Linked DNA regions of Pan troglodytes: region 1 is linked to region 2. Evidence: chromatin contacts called from public Hi-C data. All regions are on one chromosome and are shown on one strand. Each heading gives the region's core, a stretch centred on a gene start, on an enhancer-like site or on the middle of the called end of the contact. The rest is flanking DNA. Distances are from core to core; before and after follow the strand shown. Region 1 holds the start of ITGB1BP1 (integrin subunit beta 1 binding protein 1). Region 2 holds the start of YWHAQ (tyrosine 3-monooxygenase/tryptophan 5-monooxygenase activation protein theta).

What was found. Hi-C and Micro-C count contacts between places; a contact is called where the count stands out from the background.
Region 1: a Hi-C map of stem cell-derived neural progenitor cells shows a contact between it and region 2, with 5 times the contacts expected there. The contact joins the promoter of ITGB1BP1 here to the promoter of YWHAQ in region 2. A contact is called at or near these places in 1 of 7 Hi-C or Micro-C datasets (stem cell-derived neural progenitor cells) and 1 of 1 datasets of contacts at active chromatin or transcription factors (stem cell-derived excitatory neurons).

The regions. Positions count from the first base shown.
Region 1 is chr12:113,452,419-113,458,066 of NHGRI_mPanTro3-v2.0_pri, reverse strand. It overlaps ITGB1BP1 (integrin subunit beta 1 binding protein 1), which reads right to left and starts at 4,102. Exons shown (of 6, transcript XM_063790130.1): 1 at 3,963-4,102. CPSF3 (cleavage and polyadenylation specific factor 3) reads left to right here and starts at 4,246. Exons shown (of 18, transcript NM_001246367.1): 1 at 4,246-4,413. The coding sequence starts at 4,364.
Region 2 is chr12:113,243,321-113,248,919 of NHGRI_mPanTro3-v2.0_pri, reverse strand. YWHAQ (tyrosine 3-monooxygenase/tryptophan 5-monooxygenase activation protein theta) reads right to left here and starts at 1,758. Exons shown (of 6, transcript XM_003308878.6): 1 at 1,443-1,758; 2 at 649-1,036. The coding sequence starts at 942.

The DNA.
Region 1 (5,648 bases), core at 2,853-5,352, 210 kb before region 2:
ATTCTATACTTGGTAGGGCTAAGTTATACACACCTCTCAGAAATGTGCATTTTTCTTGAAGTTTTGAAATACCTTTAAGTAAAAGCTGACACAAAGACATTCCCAGGTGCCAGCACCTCACCTCCCCTCTCTATTAAGCGTAGTTAAGGAGATGACCTTGCCTCCCAGAGTCTGTGTTACATATTTCTTTTTTTGAAATTAATAATAATAAATGCCTTGGAAATGTAGGATTCATCCTTGCCAGTTGCATAAGGACAGCATATATTATACTTGGCAAATTAACTAACCTACATGAAGCTGCACAGCTCACAGAACTCCCGGGACAGTTCTACTGTCATAGCCTCATGATAACCTTGTGACATATCCATTTGCTCTACTGATGCTTTTTAAGGGCATACCATATGCCACACACTCTGCAGGGCTCTAAGCTCTCCCTCAAGGGGCTCACAGAAGGTGGGCTGTAATCTGCCTTTTACAGATGAGGGAACTGTGACCTGCCTCTCAAGATGATTTATGAATAAGATAACCTGATCAATTTTTTACCAAAAACTGTATTCTCCAGAGAGAACAAGAAAATCTGCTCACTATAGAACTGAACACTATTTGACTGTCTTCAAAGGTCCCACATACAGCGGTCTGCACAGAGAGTTTCCTTTCATTCTGACCTGGGTGATGCTTTTCAGAGAAACTACGCACCTGATGAAGGAAAAAGAACGAGCAACTCACGCAGCAGTCAGTGAAAGCTCCTGCTGCAACCCAAAGATTCTCCGTATTTGGAGACCCCACTCTAAGTCCACTTACTAGGGGACGATGTTAGGCCACTTGCCCAAGTCTGACCCCTGAGCCCAAGCTTTTTAATCAGCCTCATCATCCAATTTATTTCTATATTTTTGCTTTATTTGTGGGGTACCAGGAAAATCTGATTTATTCATTCATTCCTGGATAGTCAGTGAGCACCTACCAGGTGTCGGGGATGCATCAGTGAACCAAACAGAGCCCCTGACCTCAGGGAGCCCGTTCTTAGCGAGAGTAGACAGACCAACAAGAAAAACACACATAAAACATATTATTAGGAAACCACTGCTATGAGGAAAACTAACACAAGTTGAGGAGACACAGACTAATGGAAGGAAGGGGTGGGTATTTCAGAAAAAGATGCTGTAGCTCTTTTTCTGAAAGAAGTGAGGGCAGCCATAAATAGCCTGGAGGCAATGCCGTGCGGGTGGAGAGGGGCCCGAGGGAACAGTCAAGGCTGTCCGGGAGCAGGAGGACAGCAATGGGCCCAAAGTGCCACAGAAGGCCAGGCAGGCCGCGATAACAGTGGACTTTAGTTTGAGGAATACTCTGAAGGCTTTTTATTTATTTTGTGCTTATCTGCTGTGATCTTCTGGAATGGAGGCTTTTAAAAAGCAGTTTAGCGACACAATCAGGTGTCTTCTGTTTTTTAAACGATGACCCTGGCTGCCAGATAGCGAACTAACTCCATTGGATAAGGGTAAAAAGAGAGAGATGTGTTGGAAGAAGACTGCGGGTGATTGCTGCAAAGGGGAACCTTACCAGCACAGGACACTTGTCAGTGAGAGATGGCAGGAGAGCCTTATTCCAAGGCCTGCACGAAACTAGGTTAACATAGCAGCATAAAGTGCCATGTTAATGGCGCTCACGGGTTAAAATGTTGATGTGTAACATATTTAAACATCAGATACTTAAGTATATATAAATCATATTTATATATAGGTAACAATTTTAAATATGATTTGAATTTTAAATCAAAACTTATTTTAAAAACAAAATGTGATTCTACTGTCAGTGGAATCCTGAAGTGTCTCCTCAGATCCCTTGATATGAAAATCATGACACGACAATGCCTTAGCAACTCCTTAAGGCTTTCTTTTCATCATCAACCCAGCGGCTTAGGAAAAAGCAGCATTTATTAAAGTCTTTGATATCTGCTGCAATTTTGATGCATGTTCTCAAGCAAATCATTCTTGCCTCAAAATTATTCATGGGTGGCTCACGCCTGTAATCCCAGCACTTTGGGAGGCCGAGTCGGGCGTATCACGAGGTCAGGAGATCGAGACCATCCTGGCTAACATGGTGAAACCCCGTCTCTACTAAAAATACAAAAAATTGGCTGTGCGTGGTGGCGGGCGCCTGTAGTCCCGGCTACTCAGGAGCCTGAGGCAGGAGAATGGCGTGAACCCGGGAGGCGGAGCTTGCAGTGAGCCGAGATCGCGCCACTGCACTCCAGCCTGGACGAAAGAGCGAGACTCCGTCTCAAAAAAAAAAAAAAAAAAAAAAATTATTCATGCATCAAAATGAGGCCAATGATCCTGATTGGCGATTGGATGCTCCGCAGGCTCATCAAATGCAAAGATGTCTCAAGCTGAACCCATCATCCTCCCCTCCAGATCTGCTCCTCTCCTCTCCCTGTCAGGAGATTCTATTATTGCTGGAGGAAGCCAGAAAATCATGAATTCCTTGCTGTCCTTCAGGCCCCACATCCAATCTGGCACCAAGACCCACTGTATACCCCACCTGAAGAGCTCTCTGAGCCAGCTCTCCACCAGGGCCCCCGTCATCCTAGACCATGGGCACAGACACTATGTTTTTAGAATCTGATGAATGTGATGGATCCTCACCCTATAAAAATGCACATCCATACAAAGTTTGGCATGAATTTAAGGAATTCACAAACCCAAGGATATTTCGTGGATAAGGGACCTTGTCCTACTGGATTCCCTAACACTTTAAATCTACCCCCACACTGCAGCCAAAACGATTAAAATGATTTCTTTCAAACATGAATCTAATGCCACTAGCCTGCTGAAAATCTTTCACTGGTTCTCCAAAGTCAGAGACCAAAGTCAACGTTCTTCAGCACGACACCCCAGGTCCTCCAGGACCCAGCTCCTAATCACCTTTCCACTTCCATCCTCCACAACCCGGGCACAGTTCATTGATCTCAGCAAGGCAAAGCTGCTCCTGGTTCTCAGCGCGATGCTCCACGCGCCCCTGCTTTGCACCGCCCGGGACGTCCTTCACCTTTCAGGCACTTGGCTACTTCTTACCTTTCAAGGCCCGTTTCAGGCTGCAGGCCTTCCTGGGATCTCAAGGCTGGGGTAAGGGACCCACAGCTTGAGTGTACCCCCTGATCACAGCGCCACGATCTGCTGTGGTCTCTGATCTCACTCTCCCAGCTGCACGCTGGTCAAAGGCGGAGCTCGGTGACTCCTCTGCATTGCCAGGGCGCCTGGCAGGGGACGCGCTTACTGAAGCCGAGAACTTTCTGGGGAGGTGACACCCCAACAGCAATTCCCATGTACCAAACGCCTACCACGTGCCATGCACGGTGCTAGGTGCACAGATCCCTCTCACCCTCACCCTCACCGACCAGCAAGGCTGCAGGATAACAGCCCCTTTCAAACGAGGATGCCAAAGCGCCCGAAGAGTCAGTGACCTGCCCAGGGTCACCAGAGTAAGGACGGATGCGGCCAAGCTCGGGGCCTAGGGAGAGCCGGCTCTGAAGTTCCTCCCAGACGCCAGCCTGCTTGGCACCTGTCTGTCACCGTGATGGAGCACCTTCCAAGCGCTGGGTGCGGAGGATGTGACAGCGAAGGGGACAGACAACCCCGACCCTGAGAGGCGGGAGGCGGCCGAAGCGGGGCAGAGGAAGAGGCAAGGAAACGGCCCGCGCCGCCCGCCTTGCCGCCCCTCCGGGGCGACAGCGGCTCGGGAAGCTGCAGTCCGCAAGCCCACGCCCGATCTGCGGTTCCAAGCTCCTCCACCCGCGCCCCGGGAGCGCGGCCCCGCCCGGAACCAAGCCCGAGCCCAGGCATCCCTCCTCCGCCCGCCCCGCGGCCCCACCCATCCTTCCTGGCCGTCCGCACCGCTCTCGGGGCCGTGTTCCCGTCAGGCCTCCGCGAGCTCGGCCCCAAGCGGGACGAGGGCTGGGCGCTCACCTCGCAGCCGCGGGCCCATCCCCGGGTTGCGGACTTCGGGGTCCGCGTGGGAGTGCCGCGGCCTTCGGCGCCCAGGCAGCTACTCCCGTTCCCGCTCCAGCGCCGGTTTTTCCAGCCCTCCTGCCCACGTCCGCCGGGCCGCGCCTCCAAGACTATGCGCAGGCGCAGTCCTGACGTGCCGCCCCCGGTTCCAGGACCCCAAGTGGTGGGAAGGCTCGCGAGCGGCGTCCCCCGACCGGAAGTCGAGGGGAGGAGTCTAGTGCCGCGGGCTCCGGAGTGACGGAAGTTGTGCTCTTGGTGAATGGGGTTCTTCCTTCTTTATTTACCGGTGGCTGTGCTTCCAATTTAGGAAGACCCCGGCGACCTGTTCCTCACTCCCGCTTCGCCCTCACACTTTCGGGATGTCTGCGATTCCTGCTGAGGAGAGCGACCAGCTGCTGATCCGACCCCTGTAAGGGACCAGCAAGAGAGGGAATGAAGCCACGGGCTGTGAGGGGCGCGAGGGGTAACCGGAGACTTTGGCCTCCTCCGTCGCCCGCGCTCCCACCTACCCCGGCAGACTGCCTTTGGTCCGCGCTTGCGGGCCAGGCTTCTCAGGCTCGAGGGGTTGGAGGACCGTTGATCGGAAGGGGCCTGCTATAGAGTGAACGGGATTTGGCTTTTTTCAGTTTCAAGGGAGGGTATGTTGGAGTCGGAAAAAAAAGTTTTACGGGGCCACCGCTCGCTTTCGTACAAGAAGCGTTTTCACTTAGCACAAGCACGGATCTCTGCGCGTCAGGGCAAGCTGTGAGGGAGCCGGTGAAGCTTATGACCGACAGGATGAGAGGAGACCTGAATGAGGCTACAGCGGTGCAGGGAAGAATTAAGTCTGTTTCTTAACACCAGGGCTTCACATGTGCCAGAAGTTAGAAAATATTAGGGACTTGCCGTGAGTTTCGATCTTCTCAGCTCAGGCCCTAGTAGAATAAGGAAGGTGTAAAGCTGGAGAGGAGAAAGTGCAGAGGTGTTAGGGACAAAAACTCAGCCCTCGACTGTCCATAAGGAGAGTGGCCTTTCAGTGGACACGATCCTCATCAGTCGGGAATGCTGCTGAAGGGGAGATGCAAATGTAGAGAACTTGAATTCCTACAGATGAGCATTTCGAACCCACAACATGTTTATTGTTAGATATTAGTTGGCACAACATGAATATACGCATTCCAAAAGGTAGAAAGTATCTCCTTTACACATTCATTCAGTAAGGCTTCATTGAGCACCTGCTTGGGACATAGTCCGTTTCCTTCTGCTTAGTTCACACCTGTCATGTCTTCCTGTAATGAGCAAACACTGAGCAAGTGTCAAGCACCACACGTGGGGATATAGACGCAACAGAGGGCCCAGTTAATTGCTCTCGCCCTTTTGGAGAGAATTACAGTGCACAGTGGGAAATATTGGAGAGATACTTTGGAATAATAGGAGACCATTACTTTGAAGTCAGACCTGAAGTCCATTATCTACTTGACCAATTAGTAGGACAACAATCTCACTGAACCCGTTTTCTCATATGGAAATAAGATAAAACTTGAAGAGTGAACATCGCGGTAGGTGCTTTGTAAATAATAGCTAATCTAAGAGCGCAGGTAGGCATTGCACTGAGCACTGTGAAAGTATGGAAAAGGGATTTCTGACAGATTGAGGAAGAAAGGA
Region 2 (5,599 bases), core at 509-3,008:
CTAGTGTTTAAGCACAGGTGTGCAACAGCAAGGAAATGTTATTAAATGTTGAAATTTACCAGGACATTGTGTTCTTCAGACACAGCTGTGTCCTTTTCACATTTCCCGAACTCCCCTCCTCTCCTGTTTATGAGGGGTGGGGGGGGGGCACAACAGATACTCTTATTTGAAAAATAAAGTATCTGTTCAGATTTTCTAAGTAAATTTCCATTACTGGGTTTGGGAAAAAATCCCTACTACATTGTCTGTAACAAAAAGGTGCCTGCGCCTTCTTTCAACTGCCTGAAGCTTGTGAACCGACTGAATACATATAAAGGGCTCACAGATCTCAGGACGCAGTCTCCCCGCACAAGAAACTTAAAAACGCCTTTCAGTCTCGCAGAGATCTACTTGGATGTTTCCAAGTTCCATCGTTTGGTAGCTACCCAGCATCTGGGGGGGGAAAAAAAGGACTTATCCTTGGAAAAGCGGCTTCTTGAGTCTCAAGAACCGGAGGGACACAGTAGGGAAGTCAGGGCTCACCTGAAACCCTCCACCCCAGCAGACAGTCCGGCAAGCCCCGGCTCACGTTTGTTTCCGTGCCCGCGAAACTCTCAATGAAAAGCATCTCACAAAAGGCCTCCCCTGCTCCCCGCGCCGAGGACTCACCAGCACCGTGGTGCAGATGGATCTCAGCTCGGACTCCACTTTCTCCCGATAGTCCTTAATCAGCTGCAACTTCTTGTCGGAGGTGTCGGTCTTCTGCTCGATGCTAGAGATGACCCTCCAGGCGGACCTGCGGCCCCCGACCACGTTCTTGTAGGCCACGGAGAGCAGGTTGCGCTCCTCGTTGGACAGCTCGGCGCCCTGCTCGGTCACTGCCTTCATGCAGGTGGCCATGTCGTCGTAGCGCTCGGCCTGCTCGGCCAGCTTGGCCTTCTGGATCAGCTCAGTCTTCTCCATGGCGGGCGCGGGGCCGGGGCCGGGGCCGGGGCCGGGGCGGAGGGCGAGGAGAGCGAGGGCGAGCGCCGACCCGGAGCGGGAGGAGCCTCGAGAGCTGCGGAGGGGCGGGGCGGCGAGGCGAGAACAAAAAGCAGGGAGGGAGCGCCGTCAGACAATGCGGCCCGCCGCCCGCTTTTGTCTCCCGCACACGCGGCCGCTTGAATTTCCCTCTCCCCCGCCCCCTCCCCCGCTGGGCGCCCGGGGAGGCCGCGGCCCGCGGCTGGAGGAGGCGGGGGCGGCGCGGAGGCCCCGCGCGCAGGGAGCCCGAGCCGCGGCCGCTCCCGCCACCCCCGCCCGGCCGGCCCAAGATGGAAGCGACCGTTGGCCCCGCACCTTCCCGCCCGGAGCCGTCCCTGAGGGGAGCGGCATCGACAACCGGCTGCTCTCAAGGGCGGCACCTCCGCCCGGCCCTCAATCCGAGCGCGGCCGGAGGAAGCCCGCGGGCTGACCCAGGCGCTCACCTTCACGTCTCCGCGGCCGCGACGCGAGTCCCACCACTTTGATCTGCTTTTGGCTTTAGCTGAGGACCCTCCCGTGTCAGCCTACCCCGGGGCCGAGGTGCGGTCCACCGCCCAATGATGCGCCGAGCTTGTCCCGAGAGTCCCGCCCCCAGCGCGCCGCTGGCCAATGAGGACCGAGCGCGCGGAAGGGGGCGAGGGGGGCGGAGCGGGAGGGAACGCGGAGGCTAGGAGGGTGGGTCGGCACGGGGAAGTTCGGTTGGCCGGCAGGCTGCGGCTTCGGCCACGGGGTTTCCTCCAATTAGATCCAGGGTAAAAGGACGTCACTGTTGCCATGGCGATGCCGTTACCAACTCCCCTCAGCCTCCCCGCCACCCCGGCACTTCTGGGTGCGGCACGAGACCCAGAGGCGCGCACGACCCCCTAGGCGGCGGCTGCGTCTCCCGCTGCGGATGGTGCATTGCATCTCACGGGCTCTGGCCGAGGCTGGACTTCGGAGGGTGACATATTCAGCTGTTTTAGAGCACGGGGGCCTTTCTTTCCTCCACCTTTCTATCCGTGACAAAGGTTTGGATCCCAAGACACTAAACCCAGACCTTAATGACGTTGCCATTAGGGCTCCGAATTAAGCAAACCGCATCCCCATTAAAGAAGAATTGATTCTGGAGACGGTGTCTTCAGTATGGCATTTACATGATAAATTCAAGTTTTCAGATGGGCATCCTAAAACAAAAAATTCCCTTGTGAAAAGGTAGGTCCCAGAAGATCCAGGGGAGTTTCTGTGACAATGCCAAGTATTGTGGTTTTCTTTAAAATGAGAAATGACATTAAGCACAATTTGCAGGAAAACACCTATTACTACCCCTTCCCACCCCCCCCAAAAAAACCCTGCCCATAACATCTCTCCCCGCAAAAAAAAAAGCAATTTTTATGTATCTTTTAGGCTTTCCAGGTTATGCACCTAAATACATCATTTTTCACATCGTTGTCACATGTGCACACGCTTTTGTTTCTGGTATTATTTGTGAGAGGTCACTTGAAAAGCTGAAATCCTCTCCCTGGATGTTGATTTCTGATTTTCTCCTCCTGGGGAACACCCTGCTGAAGTGAGAAAGATTCCCCCAGGCCCCTCCCATTCAGGGTCATCCCTGGCAGCCCCCTTTCCTCTTAAACCACTCCTGTCTCTCCTTGCACTTCCCCAGTTCCCTAACTCCATCCAGGTAGGGTGGCTGCCCTGCCCGTCTGGCGCGTGGCCCCTGTGCCATCTTAAGATGAGAATTGCCCTCTGGGTTCACGCTGCTATGATCCCGATTCCAGCAGGTCTAAGGAGAATGGATCATAGAAGGCCCAAGAATGCCACAGGCAAGAAAGAATTTCCCATTCTGAGTGGAGACTGGAGCAAATCCGGAGAATCTCTAGAATGGGAGATCTGAGAGTGCAGACAGATGGGAGGAGAAGGTGCCGACTTTCCAGAAATTCAGACTCCCTCTTGACTGCCCCTCCCTGTCCTGACTTGTGAAGGTTGCTTTGTGCTTTGACAGACAGGAGCGGCCTGGATTGGAAAGGGCCTGTGTCTTAATGCAGAAATGCCTTACTATGTTCCAGCCTTCTAATGGAGGGCCCTGCTGTTATTTCTGGAATCCCTGGGGCCCCGCTACAGACACATGAGTGTTTATGGCCCTGTGGGCTGGGGTGGAGCTGGACACCGAGAAATCCCAATGGAAAGAATTTGCATGTGGAAGGTCAGATAAAATGCCTTCTGTATGACCAGTGAATTTCAAGCTCACCAAAATTAGAGGCAACCCGGGCAAGGGGAGAAGCCAGTGGAGGTGGATGGGGGATAGAGACCCAGGAGAGGAAATTGTCAGGGGATGGAACCTCTGTGGTAGAGAGGGACTACCAGAAGGAGCAAGCACACTAAATTCTTTGTCAGAAAGTCTAGGCTGTGCTGTGGTCTCCCCCAGTGACCTTGGGCAAGTTTTTGCTGCTTTCTGTACCTTAGTCTCTGAAATTTCTGCTTTCATTCAATCAAATATTTATTGAACACCAACTCATCTAGTTGCAATCATCTGGAATCATGGGTAAAAACTGCTTCCAACCAATAACACAGTATAAAATTGCATTTTAGGAAGATTCAGAGGACCCTCTACATAGCTAAAGGCTTCTGTGCCTGAAAGAACTCGGGCTGGAGAGAAACAAGGCTCTGGGAACTTGAAGTCCCTGGACACAGAAAGAGCTAATATGTGTTGAGTGATTGCATATGTCAAGCACTATTTTAAGTCTTTTGCAAGAATTAACTTATCCAGTCTGCTTAATGCAACTACAAAGTAGCTGTTATTATACTCACCATCTCTATTTCACAGACAAGGAAATTAAGGCACAGGGTGGTCAAGCATGACGTACAGGGCCACACAGCTAGAGAGCGGCAGAACCTTGGATATGGACCCCATGCAGTTTGGGTGCCAAAGCCCATCTTTTTAACCACTGCTGAGGCTGCCTCACCAAGTCTCCCCAGATCTCTGCTAGATGCTGTAGAGATCCTAGGACGGATCAGACCAGCCTCTGTCTTCTAGGAGCTGCACCCTAGTAAATATGAAACCTGTTAAGCATCACATCCAACATACTGAGAAGAAGTGCAGGGAACAGACAGCTAGCAAAGGGAGTACTGAGAAATTATTACTTTATTTATGAAGTTCTTATTATTTTTTCTAAGTTACCTGGTATGAAGAAGCTCCTGGAACAAAAAGGAGCACATTAACGTGGAGCCAGAAGACCCTAAATTCAGCCCTGCTATTTATATGTGATTTGACCTTGGATACCTTGATCTTCTCTGAAACTCAATTCCCTCTACCTGTAATCTATAAAAACAATCCCAGCTGGGCACAGTGGCTCATGTCTGTAATCCCAACACTTTGGGAGGTCGAGGTGGGTGGATTGCTTGAGCCCAAGAGTTCCAGACCAGTGTAGGCAACAAGTCAAAAACCTGTCTCTACAAAAAATATAAAAATTAGCTGGGTGTGATGGCGTATGCGTGTAGTCCCAGCTACCCGGGAGGCTGAAGATGGGAGGATCGCCTGAGGCCAGAAGGTCGAGGCTGGCGTGAGCCATGATTGCACCACTGCACTCCAGCCTAGGCAACAGAGTGAGACCCTGTCTCAAAAATCATCATCATCATCATCATCATCATCATCATCATCATCACTACATCAAAGAGTTGTTTGGAGATTAGATGAGCTGTCACATAGGAAAATGCTGAGCATATAGCAAGTGTTCCATAAGTAGTGTTTTCTTTTTTCCTTCTTTCCCTCTGCTTGGAGGTGGGGTACGGCGCTGGCAGGATGCTATCCTGCTGCAAGGAGCCTTAGAACTTTATTAAATGTTTAGTGAAAGCTTATCTCTTGAATCATTGTTGTAATTAGTGCAGTTAATGGTCTACAGAATGGCTACATTCCATGTACATTTCAGAATGAATGAGTCCTTCAGGTTAAGCTCACTCTCATAAATCGTTTCAGTGATTTATTTGCTCAGACCAGTGGATCACCAGAAACTTCTTCCTTTCCTGCCATATGGCAGCTAGTTTAGTGACAAGCAAACATCTGAGTGGGACTTTTCACCCAAACTCTTCATATAATTATTATCGGTGCTTCTGTGCAGTGGGCAGAGAAAGTTGCCCCCCAACTCCGGCCTGTGGGTGCTAAATGAGGTTTCGTAGAGTCACACACAGGCGGGGAAATCAAGGGAGCCTGGTCAAGAAAGTTTTTCTACATATTCCTTAGTTTGAAACTTGATTCACTTTGTTCAGGGTGATGGTTAGTTTCATGTGTCAACTTGGTGGGTCACAATGCCCAGATACTTAGTCAAACACTATTCTGGGTGTTTCTGTGAGGGTGTTTTTGGATGAGATTAACATTTAAATCGGTGGGCTTTGTTGTTGGTGGTGCTTTTTTTGGTTTTGTTTTTTGAGACAGAGTCTCGCTCTGTCACCCAGGCTGGAGTGCAGTGGTGTGATCTTGGCTCACTGCAGCCTCCACCTCCCTGGTTCAAGCGATTCTCCTGCCTCAGCCTCCCGAGTGGCTGGAATTATAGGCATGAACCACCACGCCTGGCTAATTTTTGTATTTTTAGTAGAGACAGGGTTTCATCACGTTGGCCAGGCTGGT